Linked DNA regions of Sus scrofa: region 1 is linked to region 2. A link is a contact called in public HiChIP or PLAC-seq data. All regions are on one chromosome and are shown on one strand. The core of a region is the stretch at or near the end of the contact, and the rest is flanking DNA. Distances in the headings are between cores, read along the strand shown.

Region 1 (4,237 bases), core at 466-2,965, 74 kb after region 2:
ATAGCTATCATAGCACCACATACATGGAAGACACTCCAATTTCATTGTATAAATGAAGAAAGGAGAGAGAGGCTTCAAGATGTGCCAGGGTAAGGCGGCTGGAGCTGTAGCATGTAAAGAGAACTCGAATTCTTGTGGAGTCTTTTATGCTGGCAAGATCCCTGCTAGGACAAGGATTTTTTCTCTTCCTTCCTTCCCCCAAATCCCAACTCCTCCAGCTGAGCAGATTGGAGATGCAGATCCTCCTCAACTACCCTTTAGAATCTGTTCTAAACAGCAGGACTGTGGTCAGTCGATTATCAGAGCTTTCCTGGAAGAGCACAAGCAGTAACAGCCCGTGGCCACCAGAGGACAGGGCGCAGGGAGCGATTGCTTCCCCTCCATAGAAGTCTTAAAAGAGGTCAAATCTATGGCCTTCAGGCTTCAGTGACTGCCTGATGTGCTCAGCGCATTCCCATCTCCAGGTGGACTCCTTTTTCTCCTCTAAAACATGGGCTGGAAGCTCCTAGAGGCTTACCCTAATACTAACCTGAAATGATTATAATAGCAAATGCACTTTAGCTGCACGATTTAAAGGCAGAAAGGGAGTATGGAGATGTTTCAGCTTTCTCACTCCAAACCTGCTTTTCAGTTCTTTTGCCAATTAAACAAGCAAACAAAAAGCCCCTGGAAGTGTCCAAACAGACATTTCCGAACAAAGATGACTTTCGGGACCAAGGTCCCAAATTGAGTACATTGCAAATGGAACACTTGAGGAGATACACTATTCCTGCCTACAAATTCTGGCTCCTGGAGCAGTTCACTCGCAGTGTGCTTTTCCGTCATTAATCACATCTTTGTTATGTGATATCCACGTGAGTACTTCTCAGTTGAAGCAGCTTCATGCTCAAATGCTCAAAGAACACTAGAATAAAGATCTGATTGTCCTAGTCAGTGATTCCAAGTCCTGGATTGTCACCACCTCAGGTCTCTAGTTTCCCCAAGTGTGTAATGTAGTTTCAAAACAAAGCTATTTTAATTAGTCCAAATTTAAAAATGCACGAAGTGTGTGAAGTTAAATCAATGGGGTCTTGCACCTCTCAAGAGGCAGTGAACCTCTGTTTTGATTTCAAGATGATTCTGTGCTGCCCGATATAGAACATACCTCTAAAGAGCATTTTAGGCTGCTCATTCCCATTACATTTGTAAATAGGAAATGTTGAGTAAATTTAATCAAAGTAAAATAATGAATATTAGGAGCATTCAGGTGGGGGCTTTCAATGACAGACACAGAGAGGCAGCTGAGTGCCTGACCACCTGAATGTGATTTTTCTTAAAGTACCTGTTACTTCTCTTTCCTAAGAGACGGCGGTGCCCTGCATTTTGGGTTTTTAAAGAGCGATTGTAATTCTCTCAAATCATTGTTTGCGTTTCTTCACGCTGGGGAGGCAGCTGGAAACAGCCCAACCAGGAGGAAAAGGTTCTGCTCCTCGCTGGCGTGGGGGTGGGGGATGCGACCCTGAAATACCTGTTGGGGCGCGGCGCTAAGGCGCGCGGCCGAGACCAGGCAGGGAGGTCGGGGTTCGGGGCCCCCGGGGGCGGCGGGCACGCGGGCGCGGAAGGAGGAGGCCGCGGGTCCGCCTCCCCCAGCCGCCCGGCTCCTCCCAGCGGCGCCCGCGGAACCTGCCCCGGAGCCGCCGGGCCCCGGAACGGAACGTGACCCGTCCCCTCCCCGAGCGGCCGCGACCAGGCGCCGAGCCCCGCTCCGGACTTGGGCGGGCGGCGCGCGGCCCCGCCCGGCGCCCACCGCCCTGCCCTCGCCTGTCTCCTCCTTTCCCCGGGGCTCCGCTGAGTTCATTCACTGGGATTGGTTTCAAGTGACGCCATCTCTTTATTTTTAAACCAATGACCTCATCCGCGCTTGAAGTTTCCTGACCAGCGACTCTTTCTCTTTTCCCCCACCCCCACCCCACCCCCCCCGCCTTTCCCCCTCTTTCTGGGTGTCCCTGTTTGGGGGGCTCTGATCAGTTTTCAAACGACTATCATCACCTCTCCCTGCCCCCGCCGCCCCCCCACCTCCCCAGGTTCCTCACCCCTTTCAGCAGTGTTTTTTCAAGGCTGATCGGGGGTGGGGGGGAGAGAAAGAGTGAAGAAAAGTTGCAAACTTCTCCTCGCTTCCTAAGCCTCCCGCCCCCACCCGCCCCTCCGAGCAGGAGAAGATAATATAGTGAAAAGAAGAGGAGGAGGAGAGCGCGACGGGACGGACGCGAGCAGGAGCGCAGCCGCCCTCCCGGCTCCGCCGCGGCGCCTCGCAGGTCCGGGAGGCGAGGGGGCCCCGCGGGGAGACGCCGTGACAACTTTCATTTCCCCCCGAGAGAGCCGGGAGGTCGGTAGCTCCCCAAGTAAGTGGCCGCGCGGACGGCGGGGTGGGAGGGCGCGGGGCCGGGCGCCCGCCGCGCCGGCAGCATGGACGCTCCTTCGCGCGCCCCGGCTGCTCTGCCCTCCCGGCGGCCGGGCCCGGGTCGGCGGGCGGGCGGGCGGGGTGGGGGCGACCGCGGCCCGGAGCGGCGCGCGCGTGGGAAGCTGGGGGGGGGGACGAGGGGGGCCGCGCGGGGAGGGGGCGGGGGACGGCGCGGGGACTGGGGCCGAGCGGCCGGGTCCCGCCGCCAGGAGCCGCCGGCGGTCGCGGTCCCTTCGCGGGCGAAGCCGCTCGCTTCCAGGCGCGACTGTTACACAACACGCCTGCCAAGTGGGGCCCCGGCCTGACGGTTCCCATTATCCCCAACTCGCCCTGGGTGTAAGCAGCGGGGCCACCTGGGTGGTGACGGGGCCGCTTTCTTCCACCAACTCGCTTTTCATGCGCTGCCCCCGCCCTCCTACACAGGCAGGGTGTTGGGGGCTCGGTGTGCCAGTGACTTCTTTATTTACACTAACCCTAAAACGTGAGAAAGGAAAAAGCCCGGGGAGACAACCGAGGGTCTGTGTATCGAGTGTACTTTTCATGTAATGAAACACCGGGGAGGAAAATATTTGTGCAAGACTGAAGATTTCAGGTGCTGCCGGGCTTATTTCCTTTAAAACTTCAACAATAACAACCTGGGAATTAACTTGAGAAAATATAAGGAGATCTTAAAATGAATGGATATGGCAAAATCCTGAAGAAGTTTCTCAACCGTCCGCTGCAAAGATCCTAAATAAAATCCCCAGTGCCTCGAATCGTTTGGAGAAAGCACACCTCCATCCAGCCTGTGATGAATAAAGTGGAGAGGAAAAACCTGTTACATAATCTCATTTGCCCGGGGGTTTGCAGTGCCGTCCCCTTGCATCAAGGGGAAGTGAGTTAAGATGCAGGGTGTTTTAAACTCTCTGAAGTTTTTATTTACCCAGTGTTCTGGCTGCCACTTCTGCTTTAAAAGATTATAAGTAAATACTCTGCTCTTACAAGGGAACCAAACCTATCAAACCTGTTTAGAAAATGACCAGGTATGTTTCTTTGCTTTCTTTCCGGGCTGTTTGTGTGTGTGAAATTTACCATCCATGAGAGACCTTATGACTAGTATTTGGGGAACTTAGACTGTCAGATCTTTAAGCCACTCATCTTTAAGTGCACGTTAAGTGACAACTGCTTCCTCAGAGGATTTATGCTATTCCGAACCACATCAAGAGCAAAGATTTTTGAAGTTAAGGTAAATTTTTAAAAGGAGCGAATTCTTACCAATGGAATCAGTCACTTGTGAATTATTTACTTTTCCTTGAGAATCCTGTATTTTGGTGGACAGACAGCTTGGGAGGCTGTAGTTAATTGAGACTTGTGGAATTCTGGTTTTGGTGAAGGTAGCAACCTGGAAAAGGTAAATTGAAAAACTAAGAGCTTGGGAGTTAGGTATTTTAGTCAAAACGTGACTAGGCACTGTGAAAGTTTTTTTTGTTTTTGTTTTTGTTTTTTTTGTATAAGTAAAGTTCTGGAATTTAAGTGAGTTTGATAACTGTGTGAAATCTTGTTGTTAAAAAAACATTGGGGGCAGTTAACATGTTCATGTAAAAAAATCAGCCCCAAAGTTGGTTTTAGGTAAAATGTACTTATCAAAGTTCTATATGGGGGAAAAAGGTAAAAATGAGTTTATTCTGAATTCTGCTGGTATGGTGAATAACATGAAAAAAAAAAAAAGTAGATTGAAGCACTGTAAACCTGCATTCAGATGTAAAAATAATTGAATACCTGTAAACTAGTCATGTAAAATTGAGGATTTGGGATCTC
Region 2 (3,788 bases), core at 138-2,637:
AATTCAACTATATTTTCCCAGCATGTTGATAATTCACATTTTTTTTTTTTAGTTTAGTTTAATATTTAGGATTCCTGCTGTCTTACTTGATTTTGAACTTGGAGGAAACTTGATGTAATGCACAGACTGGTGACGATTTGCTTAAGTCTTAGCAATACAAGAATACAATTCACTGTAACTCACACTTACCTGCTGAGCACCAGAGTTAGGTCCCAGGGAGGCAGGCTGCTGGAGGGGAATAAGAAAACGACTCCAATCTTCTTATTAGGCACACAGTGAGGTGCATCCTAATGTGGATTCATGTAGCCTCCAAACAGGAGTTCAAGAAAGGTAATGGGGAGTTCCTGCTGTTGGCACAGTGGGTTGATGCTCTGGCTTGTCTCTTTGGGGACACTGGTTTGATTCCCAGCTGGGCACAGTGAGTTAAGGATCCAGTGTTGCTGCAGCAAGCCTCAGATTCAGTCCCTGGCCTGGGAATTTCCATGTGCCATGGAAGCGGCCAAAAAAGAAAAACAAGCTAACAGTGGGGAGCAGGGTTCAGAGGAGAGCAACTACCCTACCTAGCTCTAGATGCCCCTAGATCTTCAGAGGAGGGCATAGGCATGCAGCCTTTGAGGTGGCATTTGAATTTTCCCTTTTCTAATCTTCAGCGAAAAATGCTGATCCCACCAGCCTGTTGCTCAAAGCTCATCAGCACATCCTTTTGGATGCACTTCCCCATGGACCTTCCATCACAGGTCTCCCCAAGATGCCTGGAGCTGATGCCTGGGCCAGAGCTCTCAGCAAGGACTACATTACCCCCAGGGTCCTCCCCCAAGCTTGTGGGGAGCAGTCATTTGCCAGATAAGGGTGGCAATTTGCCTCTTCTGGTGGACACAGGGCTTTGCTTCACCTCCCCGCACCGTCTGCCTCCCCAGTCTTGCTGCCACCTGCCAGACTCACTTTGAAGCAACAGAAGCAAGTTGTGTTGGAGTTGCTGGGCCAGGACCAGCTCAAGGTTACGCTCTTCTCTAAGAACCATGTGTAAAAGAAGCAAAGAATTAGACTGAGAAGGGCAAGAGGCGAGATGCTGGGAGACCTAACCCAAGCAAACCCCTCATTGTTTGGTAGAGGAAATTAAGTCCAAGAGGTCATATTAGGGGGTCACATAAAATGCCTTCTACCAACCAGTCCAGCATTCTTTAACTCTGTCATTCTGCTGGTTGCGGCATGATTCATTGATTGGAGGGTAAAGAAAAATCCTCACTGTGTTCAGAAGAATTTGAAGAGAATAAACCTTTCCCCACTGTTCAGTGAACTTGCTGATTCCTCTGGAACAGAGACAGCCTTAGAGGGCTGTGACGTGAGAGCCATGGAAACAGACTTCGTCCAGCTGTTCGCAGAGCGACCGCGTGGTGGCACTGTGGCCAGCAGGCAGAGTCCATCTGTTCATACCTGAGGTTTCCAGGAGGTCTTGTCTCATAGCAACAAGATAGTGGAAATCGCTGAGCACCAGAAGCAGCTATGGACTAAGGAATCAGTGTGTTCAGAACACCAATCATCTGGAGTTCTCTTGCGGTGCAGCGGGTTAAGGATCCCGCATTGTCATTGCAGCAGCTTGGGTCACTGCTATGGTTCCTTGGCCCAGGAACTTCCACATGCTGTGGGTGTGACCAAAACCAAAACAAAACATAAAGCATCTGAACATCAGAAAAAATTCCAAATAACAAACACCCTTTAGAGGCATGAAATCACTAGTCAAAATATTATTTTAAACCCATTTTACAAATGGTAGGATTTTCCCAAAACCCCAACATGTCACCAAACTCACAGTTGTGCCATCCACACTTACCAGGGCCTCTCTTTTCTCCATTTATTATTTGACTCTGAGAATTCATGGACTTTCCATAGCAGTGTAATTTAGACTTTGCCTAAAGGTTCCTGTGTTCTGGTAAACAGACAGTTACGTTTATTTTAGGTTAAATTCATTTTTGGCCCATCTCATTTCCATCAGACCCTCTAATTTTTGAGACCCTTTAATCTGGGCCATTCTGAACTTTTTGCTCAGCTGAACACTTATGTTCAAAAGCTCTGTCTTCATTCTCAGAAGAAGCCTCTTATTATTACTATTATCATTATTATTTTAATTGAAGGATAGTCGAGTTACAATGTTGTGTTAGTTTCAGATATACAGCAAAGAGCTTCAGATATATATTCTTTTTCAGATTCTTTTCCCATCTAGGTTATTGTAGAACATCGAGTTCAGTTCTCTGTGCTCTACAGTAGGGCCTTCGTGGTTAACTACTTTATATATAGTAGTGTGCATGTGTTAATCCCAAACTCCTAATTTATCCCTCCCACTCCTTTCCCATTTGGTAACCATGCATTTATTTTCTGTGTGAGCCTGTTTCTGTTTTGTAAATAATTTCATTCGTTTCTTTTTTTTAGGTTCTTCATATAAACAATTTCACATATTTATCTTTTTCTGTCTGACTTACTAGAATAAGCCTCTTTAAAAATATTGCTTTAGGAGTTCCCGTTGTGGTTCAGTGGTTAATGAACCTAACTAGTATTCATGAGGGTGGGTGTTTGATCCCTGGCCTCGCTCAGTGGGTTAAGGATCTGGTGTTGCCATGAGCTGTGGTGTAGGTCACAGATGCAGCTCCAATCCTGTGTTGCTGTGGCTGTGACATAGGCTGGCAGCTGCAGCTCTGATTCGACCCCTAGCCTGGGATTTCCATATGCAGCAGGTGTGGCCCTAAAAAGGCCAGGTGGGGGGTGACCTTCCAAAAAAAAATAAATAAAAGTATTGCTTAAAAACTCTCCATCAACCCTAATTGAGTTATACAATTAGGATTCACCTGTGATTTGGAGAATGTGTGATTTTACTTCTGCAGGAAAATGGCCCCCAGAATTGCTGGTGACAAGCGTGTGTGTATCTGGTTTCAGGATTGCAGGGCTGGGAGCTTGAGAACATCATCTGCTTTTAAGTCGCCAGACAGTCAATAAAGCAGTTCCAGCTGTTGGCTCACAACAGCTGGATATGGGAGATGAAAACTTTAAGGGAATTTTGAATGAATCCTCTATTCTGCTTTCCTGCCATAGCTTTCAAAGAACAGTCTCCCCCCCCCCTTTTTTTCCTTTTTTAGGAGCATATGGAAGTTCCAGGTGAGGGGTCGAATCAGAGCTATAGCTGCCAGCCTACACCACAGCCACAGCAACGTGGGATCCAAGCCATGTCTGCAACCGACACCACAGCTCACAGCAATGCTGGATCCTTAACCCACTGAGCGGGTGTGGTAGGAATTGAACCTGCATCCTCATGGATACTAGTCGGATTTGTTACTGCTTAGCCACAACAGGAACTCCTCCCAGTCTCTTTAAAGGGCTTACATTCCATTAGCAGGACCCTGAGTGTGCTGGATAAGACCCTGGCATGGAGACCAGGGCAGCTAAAAAGTAGACTGGAAGAGCTGTATGGCCGAGAGGATGGGCAGCACAGAGACTGAGAGGAGTGGATTTATACTCTGTTTATCAGCCCAAATTGATTTAAACTTCCGTGCTGATTCTCCAGGCAGATGCGCTGTACTTGGATGACCCTAAAAACTGGGCACAAGACTCCAGTGGTACCTCCAGGCAACTAAGTTTTCTTTAGTCACAGATAGTATGACTGTTGTTTTTAGGGGTTCTGGAATCAACTTCTTATCACCTATCTAACCAAATTATTCTCAAGGCCCATCTTCTTCTCTATTTTTAAAGTGGGGAAAATAACATGCCCACCTGTATTAGGGTTTTGCAGGAAAAGCAGA

Evidence for each region. HiChIP or PLAC-seq counts read pairs in DNA pulled down with a chosen protein or histone mark.
Region 1: an H3K27ac HiChIP or PLAC-seq map of alveolar macrophages shows a contact between it and region 2. The contact joins the promoter of DUSP16 here to the enhancer-like site in region 2. A contact is called at or near these places in 2 of 5 promoter capture datasets (fetal liver and liver), 3 of 47 Hi-C or Micro-C datasets (embryonic fibroblasts, heart right ventricle and skeletal muscle) and 2 of 2 datasets of contacts at active chromatin or transcription factors (alveolar macrophages and skeletal muscle).

What each region holds. Positions count from the first base shown.
Region 1 is chr5:59,868,187-59,872,423 of Sscrofa11.1, forward strand. It overlaps DUSP16 (dual specificity protein phosphatase 16), which reads left to right and starts at 1,716. Exons shown (of 7, transcript XM_021092338.1): 1 at 1,716-2,381.
Region 2 is chr5:59,794,759-59,798,546 of Sscrofa11.1, forward strand. No RefSeq gene overlaps it. Among named protein-coding and RNA genes, the nearest start is that of CREBL2, 35 kb to the right of the region's middle. Within about 2 kb of position 1,388, at least 6 of the 83 cell types and tissues checked have an H3K27ac peak or open chromatin away from gene starts, as enhancers often do. A contact at or near this core is called in alveolar macrophages, where this site is marked.